Regions from separate parts of the Oryctolagus cuniculus genome. Here region 2 is linked to region 1. Evidence: chromatin contacts called from public Micro-C data. All regions are on one chromosome and are shown on one strand. Each heading gives the region's core, a stretch centred on a gene start, on an enhancer-like site or on the middle of the called end of the contact. The rest is flanking DNA. Distances are from core to core; before and after follow the strand shown. Region 1 holds the start of MYBL1 (MYB proto-oncogene like 1). Region 2 holds the start of COPS5 (COP9 signalosome subunit 5).

The links. A called contact is a pair of places that touch in the nucleus more often than the background predicts.
Region 2: a Micro-C map of ear pinna shows a contact between it and region 1, with 6 times the contacts expected there. The contact joins the promoter of COPS5 here to the promoter of MYBL1 in region 1. A contact is called at or near these places in 2 of 6 Hi-C or Micro-C datasets (ear pinna and an unstated tissue).

The regions. Positions count from the first base shown.
Region 1 is chr6:92,270,257-92,277,456 of mOryCun1.1, forward strand. It overlaps MYBL1 (MYB proto-oncogene like 1), which reads right to left and starts at 5,223. Exons shown (of 16, transcript XM_051844529.2): 1 at 4,586-5,223. The coding sequence starts at 4,605.
Region 2 is chr6:92,682,049-92,689,355 of mOryCun1.1, forward strand. It overlaps COPS5 (COP9 signalosome subunit 5), which reads right to left and starts at 2,244. Exons shown (of 8, transcript XM_008255620.4): 1 at 1,729-2,244. It overlaps CSPP1 (centrosome and spindle pole associated protein 1), which reads left to right and starts at 2,290. Exons shown (of 25, transcript XM_070075132.1): 1 at 2,290-2,428.

The sequences.
Region 1 (7,200 bases), core at 3,973-6,472:
TACCAATTTACTTCCTGGTTTTGACACCAAAACTAGGTTTTTTATTTTATATTTATAATATATTTTATATATATTACATATATTTTAATACATATTATAAATACTTTATATTTATAATATATAAAGTAATTGCTGAAAGTATGATACAATTTTCAAATAAATGTGATAAAAAGAGATTCTAGAAGCATATCAATATCATTAACTACAAGAGGAAAATTCCTGAGGATGCATATAACTTGCCAAGAAAAAAGGGAAGAGATAAAATCCCACAAGTAACCTCACTAATAGTGCACTTTCACCATTTAACAATAAAAAAGTCTCATCACCAGTGATGGTTAAGAGACCACCAAAACAGATCAGCTCTATTTTTCTCCTGTTATATTGTCTTTTAGCATCTCTGTATTTGTAGGAATCAACAGTATTAATACGTAATAACTCAACAAAATGTATTTAATGCAGTTACATAAATGATCCATACCTAGAATAGTGTGACTAATCTACAGGACAGCAAAAGAAGGTGAAACAATTTCTCCAAACAGGAATTTGGTCTTTGTCCAGTTGAGTACTTGTTTCCAGAACTACTCTGCCAGTTTTCTATTGTAAACCAAAGAAACTATTTATTCTATAAATGCCTAATATATAACTAATCACTATAATCAAATGGATACAGTGTTGTAGATTATGAATGAACAAAGTGGTTGAAGAGAATGACACACCAAAAATAAGCACAAACATACATAAAAAGATTAGGCCAAGAAAATTGTTAAAAGTAACTCTGCATTGGGATATAAACTATCAAGATGTGATAGTTATGACTCTGCCCAAGAAATAACAAACAAAACTATTCACACTTGATACTAAGATAAAACATTTAGGAGAAATTCTGTTTCAGAGGACAATTATTCTGCCTAAAAACAGTAAAATGAGGTAGCCAAAGGAAAATTTTAAATTTTTAAATCTTTTAACAGGGTTGGCACTGTGGCGTAGCAAGCTAAGCCTCTACCTGTGGTTGCCAGCATCTCATATGGGCACCAGTTCAAGTCCCAACTGCTCCTCTTCCCATCCAGCTCTCTGCTATGGCCTGGGAAAGCAGTAAAAGATGACTCAAGTGTTTGGGCCCCTGCACCCACGTGGGAGACCCAGAAGAAGCTCCTGGCTCCTGATCAGCCCAGCTCTGGCCATTGTGGCCATTTGGGGAGTGAACTAGCAGATGGAAGACCTTTCTCTCTGCCTCTCCCTCTCTCTGTCTGTAACTCTACCTCCCAAATAAATAAATACAATATTTTAAAAAATCTGTTTTTAGTTGAAAGGGAACTGCTGGCTTGAAATTACAGAAATATCAGTTGGTTCTATAATATTTGCTCTAGTGAAATTACTTTAACTTGCTCATATTTTTAAATCACAAACTGCCTTAAGTCTGAATCTTTGTCATAATCAAAAATTACATCTTTATTATATTTATTAAGGACAAGGTAACTATATTTAATTTTTTAAATCGGTCACAGTCAAGGTACAAACAGCGCCCAGCTTGATTAAATAAAGTGAAATCAGGCCACCCAGTGGTTAATATGAGGTACTGCATAGTGAATATTTTATTTCCAAATCTGGACTATGAAAACATTATTACAGTAACACTAAATTGTCATCACATAATCTTTGACCATTATTAATAGCAATATTGAAATAAATACTGGATTTAATTCTACCTAGCAATCTATAAGCAAAATGTGAGGACATTTCTATGATTCCAATAACATGTATATTTCTAAATGAGAAAAATTATAAAAGCTCTTCAAAACAGGATATACATTAATGAAAGAAACTATCCTGCAGTCCATAAAGTCCAAACTCCTTATATTAAGAGGTAAAAAACTGGAGCAGGGTTTACCTGTTTTCCAAAACATACCGCCACTCAGTGATAAAGCTGATTTAAAAATTAGTTCTTTTACTTTGGTATACTTTTACTCCTATCCATTTTGCCGGAAACAGTATAGCAAAACTGCTTTCTACACAATGACACACACACACACACACACACACTCTAGCTTTTATCATTTTAGTTTAGTCATAGTTCATCTCAAGTAAACACTTTAACCTGCTACAAGTTTTAAAACTTTCTAGCTTCTAAATGATCTATTTAAAGTTTATGTTTAAGGATAGAACTGAATTTTTAAAACTAAAATTATTCATTAATATGCTTAAAAATCAGATATATTTTAATAACAGCCCAGTTTTAGTCCTACCTGTAAATCAAGTCATTAAAATCCCCAATGGGATCTGAAACTATTTAAGTTCTCAATACCAAATGAACCTTTTCCTTTATGTAAATCTGGTTGAGCTATATTATAGCTATCTCAAACAAAGATCAAAAGGGGCAACATCCTTCAGCTGTTTCACACTTCAAGTAACAGTTTTCTACTCTTATGTGTTTTTTTTTCAGATCACAGAAAAAGTATTTTACAGGATTTATGCCTATACTCTTTATGCAAAACTTATAGCAAAGTACAGTTTTCACTCAAATATTTAAATGGTTGTATAGTGGAGATCTCAAAATACAACCTGAAGTTTCTGAGTTATTTCCTTTCTCTTTCAACTATTAATTGGGCTCATACATATTGATCTTTAGCCAAAACGCAAGAGACTTTGCCCAATGAATAATTATTTCCCCCTCAAAATATTTCACATTCTATTCTAAGACACAGTCATATTTATATAGATTATATAGATTATAATCTATAGGATGAGATTCATTCAAGCATGAAGTATGAAATACGAAGACCCTAAGAATTAACATCATTCAGGTCTGATAATTTCTCCCTTACATCCACTACATGTACGCACCCACTTGGAGTGAAGCTTCACTCCACCACATTTAGTTATTCTAGACTTAGGACTCTTTAAATAACTCTATAATACATTCCAATTAACTTAAACAGCTGACAAGGATTATAAGTCACCAGTACAAATAATGTTTAGATCTCAAGCTCAATGAAAGAAAATAATTTATACAAGCAAACTTATCATTAAATTATTTCTCCTTTCTCAATCTATTACTGTGAAACATATATAACTTAAAAATTAACAGAAAGAAAGCCAATGGAGGATTGACATTCAAACATCAAGGTCTAACCCCACCTAAATGCTGATGACAGAATTAACCTAGAAACTGTTTCAAGTAAGATTAAACTTGTAAGTAAAAATGCTACATTTTACACATAATAACTTATTAAGTTGACATACACTTGTCATTTTGCTTCATAAAGTTATTTTTCAATTATTTATACTTAGAATTTCATAAGAAACCCCTAAGCCAGTACTTCAGCAATCTTGATTACACGAGCTTTTAATAACTATTTTTCTGAAGTTACTTGGGTTCTTGAGGTTCTAGGTTCTCATCTAGGTGATACTGCCCACCCAAAAGACACCTGGCAACATCACCCCTCCACCAAAGTATTATCTAATCCAAAATGCCCACAGTGCTTCAGTTGAACTCTTTTGAAGAAAGGGAATATGCAAGTGTATACATTTGTTCCACCTCCATGGTTTGTCCATAATACAGTTGCTATAAAATAAGCTATATTTTAGCCTGATTCCCGGAGAAGCCTCTTACACAACTGACGCTTAATAACCAAAATAAACATAGGATATTATATGTAGATATTGCCAATTTTTAACCGAGGTCTGCAATGTAGTACTCCCAGTACTAAATTTCAACTTGGGAAATACGCCTCTAGTTCAGACTTTGAAGCTGTGGATCTAAATCAAAAAAAACTTTTGGAAATTCTGCCCAACATCTTTTCAGGTTTATTTAATACTACTGAAGATTTAAAACACATCCCAGATTTTCGTCATCGAAGCGATTACTCCACATAATTGATGAGTAGCTACTGTAGCGACACACAAAAAAATGATTCATTCTACACATTTTCCAACAAAATATGTGCAACACCTCTGTGCCACACTTAGATACAGAGTTAACGAAGGACGCCCAAAATGTCAAGTGACTCAAACAGTGTTTTAAGAGCAAGCTGGTGGTAGCCACGGTGTGTTATCTTCCCAGAAGATGTAAAATACATATACATGAACATGGGCATTGTAATTAGAGAAAGCATCACACAAAGGTCCTCCTCAGCTACCCAAAAGGGGATTTTCCATAACCTTTCAAGAGAGCAGAGTTGGCAGAGGGGCTGCCGCCCAGGTTTGTCGGGGAGCTCCTATTTCGACAGTGCAGTCGATCGGAAGCGAACTCTAAACTCCGTTTCGAGGCATCCAGGATGGGCACGATCACTTGTATCCGGGTAGCATCTTCCCTCAAAGCGCACACACTTACCTGGCAAGAAACCTCCCTCCAAGAGTGGCTGGGAGGGCTGAGAGGTGGGACGTGCGCCGTGGGGACGCCGTCACACACACTGGTCCCCCACTCTGCCCTGCGCTCGACCCCGTGGGGCCGAGAGGCTGTAGGGCAGCGACTTGGAAACCCTCTGCCCTGCCTGGGGGAGAGCTGGGTGCGGGGGGCAGCGGGAAACGAACGAGACCCCGGCCAGAGTTGGCGCTGACAGGCCCGGGTGAAAGGGATGTCACCCACCTGCGCGACCTCTTCGCCATCCTTCAAGTACCGCATAGGCGCGGGCTGGGCGGGGACGCAAGTCAGCCTCCTCCAGCCTCAGGCGAATGCTCCTTCTCCCCGACTCTCCCAGCGGCTTCCCTCGCTCCCTCCCAGAGGCGGCCGAGAGCGGAACGCCAAGTCCCAGGCAGGGCAGGACGGAGGGACTGAGGGGCGGACCGCGACCCGCCCCCGGCCCGCAGCGCTGTGTCCTAGCCCCGGCCCGGCCCGGTCAGGGATGCCCCCAACATGTCAGGAGGCACGCTCCCGCCCCTCGCCAGCTTCTTCGGCCGCCTCTGAGCCTCCCGGCTGAGGTCCCAGCGCAGCTCCGCCGCGGGCGCCGACCCCCGCCCTCTCCCCGCAGCGAGCAGCTGTGCAGGGCTCGCAGCCTCCTGCAGGGTTTTGTCCGCACCGCCGAATCTCGCGCCCAGCCTCCCTCAAGAGCCGCCGTTTGAATCTGCGCACGCGGCCCGGAACCTTATTGGCTGTGGCGCCCGCACGCGGGGGGCCAGGGCGGGGCGGGGAGAGCGCGCGCTGCTGAGGGCGGGGCTGGGGAGCTGGAAGCCAGGACTGGAACTCGCGGGAGACGGCGAAGGAGCGGGGAACTAGGGGGTGGGGCCGTAGGCGGGGCTCGCGGGCCGAGCTGTGCCGGGACCCGGAGCGCGCGGAGAGCCGCACCGCGAGGGGGCGGAGCGCCCTGGCCGCGCGCGGCCTGCAGGGAAGCCGAGTTCCTGAGCTTGAGGGGCGGATCCGGAAGCGGCGGCCGCAGAAGCCGCCGCCCTCAATTTCCCCGGGTGAGCGGATGGTGTCCCTGGGGAAGGGCGGTCCTGCCGCCTGGCCGAAGAACGTCTCTGCAGCCTTTCTGGGCAGTAGGTCCTGGCTGTTTGGATGTATCCCGCCTTCGTAATTAGGCGCGGTCGTCGGATGTGACACAAATTTAATCATAACATTTTCGCGGCGGTTATTTTTTTAAGCAAAAACGGGAGCTATTTTTACCCAGAAGACATCCTAGCTAGGAGAGTGGCGAAGATTCTGTGGCAGGGAACTGAATATCACCTCATTTTTCCTCAAGAAGGAACAGAAGTGTGACAAGTGGAAAAGATTTTAGGCGGAGACGTGTGTACAGCGGTAAAAGGAAATGATGCGTGTGTGCATTACGTTCTCAAAGTACTTAATGCAGCGCCCCACCTTAAGGGATAGAACTGATGTGCGGGGTGGGGGAGCTTGGTCCGGGAGAATAATGCGAGAAGACAGAACAGAGGTGGTCTGGGAACTTGGTCCAGATGAATAAGTACGATGGACAGCCCGAGACGTTGACCTTCCGCCCTCACAGGAGAAGCGGGGGTGGGACGTGCGGTACCGCACCGCGGGAGCTTCCAGCAGTTGGAGCCACTAGAGGCTCCAAGTCTAGTAACTAGGAACTGCGCAGTTCGCCTAGCAGGAAAGTAGGTTAACTGCACTAACGATTAGACACGGTTAAGGATTCAAATTTGCAAGACAGCATGCTCTACTGGATAGAGCACTGAACCGCGTGTTAATATTGTACCAAACTGACATTTGCTATTTTGAAATTCTACGCATCATCTTTTGCAAATCAGAAATGCAGGTGCAAATCTGAATTAAGAGGTGGTTACAAGCACTACTGTCAAAACTTAAATACATTTGCGTTTTTAGAGTTCCTTTTTCTCAAGGTATAGATTATGGGAAGGTTAAGCAGCTTTTTATTCCAAATCATGCTGAATTGCTGGTCCACTTTAAAAAAAAAAAAAAAAAGATTTGAGGGCCAGTGCTGGGGCTTAGCGATTAAAGACTCTGCCTGCAGTGCTGGCATCCCATATGGGCGCCAGTTGGAGTCCCAGCTGCTCCATTTCCAATCCGGCTCCCTGCTATGGCCTGGGAAGGCAGTAGAAGTTGGCCCAGGTCCTTGGGCCTCTGCACCCGTGTGGGAGACCCAGAAGAAGCTCCTGGCTCCTGGCTTCCTATCAGGCCAGCTCCCGTTGGGGCCATTTGGAGAGTGAACCAGCAGATGGAAGACCTCTCTGGCTTTTTCTGCCTCTGCCTCTGCCTCTCTCTAACTCTGCCTTTCAAAAAAATAACTTAAAAAAAAATAGATTGGAAATTAGTTTCCAAGTTTCACTAGATTTCGAAAGTCACTTGGAATCAGACATTTCCTATTTTTTCCTGGGTCATACTTCATATATATTCTGACAGGAAGCTGAGATTCTGCTATATTTTAGGCTACAGTTTTATACAGAATACCTTTTTAGGGCTTGAAGCAGTTTTTAAAGATCTCAACAGTAAAATTACTGCCCCCCCATTTTAATGTAAAAGAAAGGCAGTTCCTTAGAAAGATAACATTTTAAAATCAGTTATAAAACTCATGACAAAGTTTGGAATTAGTCTTTCACAGTCATTTGAATACACAAGTTTAAGTGTCACATAAACTAAGATTTGGGATTTTTAAAAGCATAACATAGAGGTTTTATTTGGAATATATAAAGAACTCTCAAAACTCAATCATGAAAAAAAAAGCTTTTAAAAATGGACAAAGGATTTGAACATATGCTTCACCAAAGAAGATATAAATGACAAGCACA
Region 2 (7,307 bases), core at 994-3,493, 410 kb after region 1:
TTTGGTCTAATGGTTAAAAGAATGTGGGCTCTGACATCTATCTGCCTATGTTTGACTCTTGCACTGCCATTCCTTAGCTGTGACATTAGGACAACCTCTTAATGTCTGCGTGTCTCACATTACATTGCTTAGGGTAAGCGGGACTAGTTCAGAGTCATTAGGATGAAATAAAATGAATGAAATAATAAAGTGCCTAGCTTTAGTGTCTGATCCAAAGTAAAACCTTAATAATGCTATCTGTTTTTAGCATTATTAATTTCTGTTACAGTATTCTCAGTACTCTGAAACAACAATATTTTGAAAGATGTGGCTTTCCTCTGTAATATCAGCCTCAAAATTAAAAAGTGTCTCTAATATCCTTAGCTGTCCCATGATCACTGTTCTTGAATTTGTCAGTGGTGGCTGTGAGTCAACTTTTAAGTAAAACTATATTTTGGTCTGACTGATGCAGCCCAAGACAGCTAGGAGGGATATAATTAGAACTACTGTGAGACAGTGTAACAAAGTGATGGCTTCCAAATATCTAACAGAGGAGGTCAACCTAAAATGTACAGCTGCTATAGAAGTCGACAACCAGGCAACCTAACCAGCCTGTACGCTGTACAGAGTGGTTAGTTGGTGTTTCTGAGCTAAATGTTTGCCCAGAGAAAAGCACAGAAACTTAATTCCCAACCTTTGCCAGATTTCACAAGCTGAAAAACACAGAGGCTTGGTGTTGGAAGTTAAGATACAAATTAAAATTGTGTTCTAACGGGAAAAGAAAAAAGATAACTGTTATTGTGCTCCTATTACATTGCCTCAATGTGATCATGAGGTATTTGCTTGTTTCCTTACTTGAAAAAACGAATGAAAGTACAGTACTGGGTTGTCATGATGATTAAAATGACAAATGCAGATCCCTAACTCAGTGTTTGGCCCATGTTGAGTTATCAGTAAACACTGCTGCACCTAACTGACAGTTAAAGCTAGGCTTGTAAAAGACGGTGTGGCAGGAAGTATGTCCTGGGCTTGCCACAGCTCTCCTTTGTATCTATTAAACAGTTTTCTTTTACTCTCTTTTTACTCTTTCCCCAACAAAAGTCTTCTTTTGGTAAAGGATAAATGTTATGGATTAATAATCCTTGACTTGTCATCACTCCCAGGGATGCATGAATTTTGCTAAGGGGTAAGAGCCTTAAGGTCTATTTTTTAATCTCAGACTTAGGTGACACTGGTGGAGTAATATTTTAGAAATTGGTTAGAGGCTGACTGTGCCTCTGAAATAATTACCAGCAATCAAAGAACTACTACAGATCTCTAAAAAGATGGCTCACAGCTATCTGCAAGACAGGTGAGCTGCTGACTCAATTTCTGAAAAGAGCTGCGGTTCCCGTCAGGGACCAGCTGAAGGCCCCAACAAGGTGTAGTCCACACAGGGTTCAAAGCAGATACTGGCAGATATAATAATCAGGATGTTGAAAAGTGATAACCTAAATCTCTGCTTGCTGTTCATCCCTTACATCCTCCAGAGGCAAAAGAGTTAACAGACAGAACGGGCAAAGCAGGCCGCAGCGGAGGAGCATACACTACACGTGCGGGGATGAAGGTAGATCAAATTCTGTTTCAGGTGCATAATCTCTCCTGGACCATGAAAAGCCAAGCCGTCCACCCACTCCAATTCCCACTCCCCCACCCTCGGGTCTCTCAAACTCTAACCACCCCGTCCCTCCCCTGCGAGTCTCCAGGGACCTCCTCACTCCTTAGTCCAGGGCTTCGCCGCCAGGATTTCTTGCTGCTGTTTTTTGTCGTATTTGTAGATTTCATCGATGCTCTGGGCTTCCTGCATGTTGTTGGCCAATTCCCAGGTTTTCTGGGCCATACCGCTCCCGGACGCCGCCATCGCCGAGGAATCAGAGAAGCTTTCGCTTCTACGGCCGAGACGCAACTTTACTTTTCTAGCTCCCTGGGTGTGGGTTTTGGACCCTTCCCACCACAGGTGCAAACTCTTCCTAGACTCTCGAGGCAGCCATGACACCTAGAACCGGAGGTGAAGTTGGTACGGACCATTCGGGGATGGAGGGGGCTGTTAGGAGAAGCGACGATAAATCGGTAGTTAGTGTAACAGCTGTGGCAAGGGGAATATTAATGTGGGTTAAATGAGAACATATCGTCTTGGAAAACTGTATCTATGAAATAGGGCAAACACAATCATTTGCCATGGGAATGGTATAGCCTTTCACAACGGAAGAAGGGCACGTTAACGTTATGCCAGAAACTGCCGTGGCCTCTTAGTTAGTACTGCGCAGGCGCATTTTCCGCCATATTAAATGTGGGCGGAGCTGCAAGTTGGGCAGAGGAAAGTGTTTTCGTGTGGGTGTAGCTGTCTTAGATGGAAAGTTTCTTGAAAGACTAGGAAAAAAATAAAAAGGATGTCTGGAGAAATTTAAATGTAAGTACTGGATTTTGGCTGCGAGGAAGATAAATATGGCATCCTGTTTTGCTTCCAAGTGACCCAGTACACATGCGTAGAACTGCGGGCTCGTGGATTTCAGGTGGGCGTTTTCTAGCGCTCGCGGGAGGCGGCAAAAGCGAGTGAATTGTTACGGTTTTATCCTGTGACGTAGACGTTTCATGTCCCTACATTTATTATGAGCTGTTAGTGATGCAAATGTCCAATACTCAGTTCTCATGAGTTAAGTCTGCAGCGCTTAATAGCCTGGACGGAGTTAATCTCAGCAACCTTTTTGTTGCCTCCCGTTGATACTATGTTTGTTTCCTGTGTTTGGTTTACGTGTTTTTCCCTCTCTTCTCCGTCCGCACTAGATTCTGCGTTTAAAGACGCAGGGACCAGTTCTGTGCTCTTTGTTTTATTTCTAACACCTGGGTGTTAGGGATAAAGATCTTTTTGCTGGAAAAAAAGAAAACATCGCAGCTCTTCATAACCTAGTCCCTACGCACCTCTCCAGTTCCATCTCTCTTCAGTTCCCCCTTGAAACCTTTCTTTCCAGTAGTGCCATTCCCCACACTTGGACTTAGCACAACAGTACTCGGATGTGGTCAGCGTTGCTTGATTAACACGCGCTTCCCTGGCTTTTCTGCCTGCGAGCTCATATTAATCTGAAAGCACAGTTCTGAGGTCTGTCTTCACTCTCCAGGACCATTTCTTCCACGGTGTCTCCAAGTCTGTAAGACAGGTACTTCTTAACTCGCATTGTGTTGTAATTATGTACGAGTATCGGTTTACATGGAGGTTTCTTTTTTTCAGAGTTCAGGATACCTCGCACTGCCTTGAATCCTCCACTCCTAGTAGGGTGCGTGGCAGATCGATAGAACAAATAGAAAATTAGGGTTATGGAATCCACACCACAGTCTGCGGTTTTGACATTTTCAGCTTAAAATTTGCCTTTAAAGTCGACTTGCAAAGTAAGGATAAATTAGGGCCCCTAGGAGACATTAGCATTCTTAGTTTCTTGCGAAGTCAAAAAATCTTTTTCAGTGGGAGCATTTGATTACTTAGTATTGGTGTGAATTGAATTACACGTTGAAAATGGTATTGAAAGCCCGGGACTTGCGCTGACCAGACTCCTGGCTTAGGAGAGTGTGCCATTGGTATTCTTCTTACTGCCTCTACCTTCCCGGACCTCAGACTCAGGCTGTCCTCGGATCGACCGCGGAGTGGTGGGTTGGAAAGCAGGAATTAATTCAACCTGGGAAGCGACTCCCAAGGTTTAACAAAACCCTGGGCGCAGGTGGGTGGCTGTGCGTCCTCCGGGAAGGCAGGGGGCGCCCTCGGTCGCGCGGTCCTCTTAAGCGGCCGCTCCGGAGGCGGGGCTGCGCCTGGCCGTTGGCGAGAGGCGGGCAGAGGGCCCAGCTTGAGAGGCGGAGTCCCGGCCGGCTTGACTGTGACAGTGTTCGCGCGCCAGGAGGCCGCGGCCACCTCTGGGAACCGCTAAGAACCTTAGTAGGACGCTGTGCGTCTCCCAAGACGCGAGCCTGCTGGTCTGAGTCAGCTGACCGCAGGTGGGGAGCAGGCACGGCAGGGTGAGGCCTAGGGTGAGGTGGAGGTGAGGGTGTCCGGGCTGGATTCGCGGACCTGGGGCGAGGGGCTGGCGGCGACCCGGCCGGCAGCGGTGCCCGAGTTACAGGGGCCGGGCGGTGAGGGGGTTTTTGCCGGGCGAGGGGCTCGTCTCGGGCCTGCGGAGCGGGACGGGGGAGGCAGGTAGGTAGTCGAGCTGGCGGCGGTAAGGAGGTTACATGGGTTGGAGGTGAGGGTTCCCTGCCAGCGGGGTCTCGCGGCAGCCGGTCCGGGGCGGTGGCTGGGGTGCAGGGATGGCAGTTCCTTGTGGCTGGGGGCCTCGCAGTTCCCCAGCCCGGGGGCGGTGCGTTGGTGAGTCTGGAGTTGCTCGCCTCTGCGGTCGCCCCTGCCTCCTCGGGTGCTGTTGGGAGCCGGTTGCCTGACAACGCCTTGACGCTTCCCAAAGGGTCGGAAGTCCCGAACTCCCGGAGGGAAGCGGTGCCTCGGCTCCCCTGAGCCTTCCCTCCCCGATGGCGGGGCCCCGGCTGCTCTGCTAAGCCTCCCGGAGCGTCTTTCCTCCTCCACGGTGCTGGGGAATGTTTAACCTAGGAGTGCTTGTACGCCAAAGCACTGTTCGCAGTGATTTGCTTTGCAGGTGGAATTGTTTAATCTTCATAGGCCTGTGAGGTCAGTGCTGTTATCCTGTTTCCCACCTGCGCCTGCCTGGTCCCTGGAGCTTGAACTTTCTTTTTAACTGCCTTCATTTTAGGATTATTATTTGGAATTTAAAACCAGTTTTGAGTTGATGTTAGGAATCTTCGTCGTTTGAGAGAGGCTGGCTCTCGAGATTATAGAAGTAAGAAGCTTAACTAGGGTTTTAGGGAAGGCTTCCGAAGTGAGCCACCACTTTGTTTCTTTACACCTTGAAAGGTGCAAGGACCTACAAGCAACCAGTATGAGTTTATTCATGCCAGTTACCCTTTGAGAGGTTCTATTCTATAGGAAAGACTGGTTTGTCTTGACAAGTGAAAAGGAATCCCACAGAAGCCTGCAAAATGCCTTCTTTTCTCTGAATCTTTCTATTTCTTTAGAAAATTATTTTGCTTTCTCTTCAGATATTTGTGGAAATACTCCACATGGGTGAAGTTTTGGATTTTTTGCAGCACCAATAATCTTACAGGAGGAGTGGCTGTATTTAGACAAAAGAAACTGAAACAGGGTACTTTCAGTGAAGGATTTTTTTTCCCCAAATGAAGTTTTCAGACAAGTATTACTTAACTACTTATGTATTTGAACAAATTTCAGATTATTCTTTTAACACCTTCCTGAGTGGTAGACAAAGGTGTTTGAATCAGTGTATTGGCAATTTTACGTAACCTGAAAGCCATCTAATGTATTCTTGTGTACTGTTGCTCTGAGTCTCCATTAACTACATTTTTTTCTTAAAGTTTAGTTGAGGGGGAGATTGGGAGAAGGAACACTTCCCTGATTCAATCACTGGATGTCCACAGTGGCAGGGAGTTTGGTGCTGTCTCCCACATGAGTGGCAGAGACCCGGCTATTTTCCATACTATCACCTGCTGCCTCTCAGGGTGTGCACTAGCAGGAAGCTGCAGTTGGAGTGGATCTAGGACTTGGACTGAGGTTTTCCCATAGGGGATGCAAGCAGGGTTTTAACTGCTATGCCAGTTGCCCACCCCTTACTGATTATTTTAATCACTGATAAATCTTTGTGTCTGTCATGGATGTTCTGAGTTACAGACATTTAAAAAATTTTTATATCTTCCCAGCATCCCTCATGGGCATTAATAATAGCTGCTAAAAGACTTAAATTTTATTTCTTTATGCACTCTTTTTATCCTGTCTTCTAACATCTTTCTTCGCTCAGCAACACAGTGTTTACTTCTTAGCAGCACTTGGGATATTTGTCGACATTTGGATATACCCATGGAAACTGGTTGCTCATATGGATGGATATCAGAAACTTTGTGCTGGTTATCTCATTCCTCCTTCCCTGTCTTCTAAAGCTTGAAAGATCATAGGTTCCTCCCTGTATATTATCTATCTGAGGTTTTTCTTTTTTTTTCCATTCTATTCTAGGGTACTTTTTTGCAGACAACTTCTCTCACAATTTTAATAATTTTTTAAAAATTTATTTTTATTTGAAAGTTGTGTGAACACACATACTTCCACTTGTTGGTTAAATCTCCAAATACCTACAATAGCTGGGGCTGAGCCAGGTCAAAGCCAGGTGCCTGGGACTCAATCTGTGTCTTCCATGTTGGTGGCAAGAACTCAACTCCTTGAGCCATCGACTGCTGCCATGGTGTGTGTTAGCAGGAAATTGGAATTGGAAGAGGAGCTGGGACTTTGAACCCAGATATGGGATGCAGCTGTTTCAAGCAACTCTTTAACTGCTACACCAAAGGTCTGCCCCCCTTAATGACTATTTTAATCACTGTTAAATCTCTATATTCTTCCCAGGTTCTATTCTGAGTTCCAGACAGTCAGATTTGTTTGGTTTTTTCTCACATTCAAACCCTAAAACCCATTCTAGCTAGGTTTGAGGGCAAAGGTCATCTTTTACTCTTTATCCTTCAAGAATCTAGCATAGATTCTCCTGCTTTGAGAGGGGAGTCCTTTTCCTTCTCATGCTTCTGTAGTGGAGAGGAAATTTACATTCCATTCTTTGAGAGATAAAAGGATAGGAGCAACATTTCCGCCTTTCTTTGTGATTTATAAAATTTGAGACAGAATCACTCAGTATTTTTAGGTTCTTTCTATTATCTGGATTTGTAGAATGGGTATGTTGTGGTCTGCTCATATTTCTAAATATATGGTAAATGTAAAGGGCCCCAGGAGATGTTGGTATTTCATTGTTATAATCAAGAGTCAATTTTTGGGGCCTGGAAAAACCAGTGGAAGATGGCCCGAGTGCTTGTGCTCCTGTACCCATGTGGGAGACCCTGAGAAAGCTCTTGGCTCCTGGCTTCAGTCTGGCTCAGCCCTGGCTGTTGTGGCTATTTGGGGAGTAAATCAGTGGATGGAAGATCAATATCTCTTTCTCTCTTTTCTCTTTCTTTCTCTTTTCTCTTTCTCCCCCCTCTCTCCCTCTGTAACTCTGCCATTCAAATAAATAAAATAAATCTTTAAAAAAAAAGAGTTGAGTATTGGTGATTTAAATCTTAGCATACTTTAAGTTTGAAGATTTTCTTCTTAAAGGTGAATATATATAGAAAAGATTATGAAAACACAGTAATTAGTAACATACCTGATTTGTTGGTTTCTAGGTATCAGGTTCTATTTTATACAT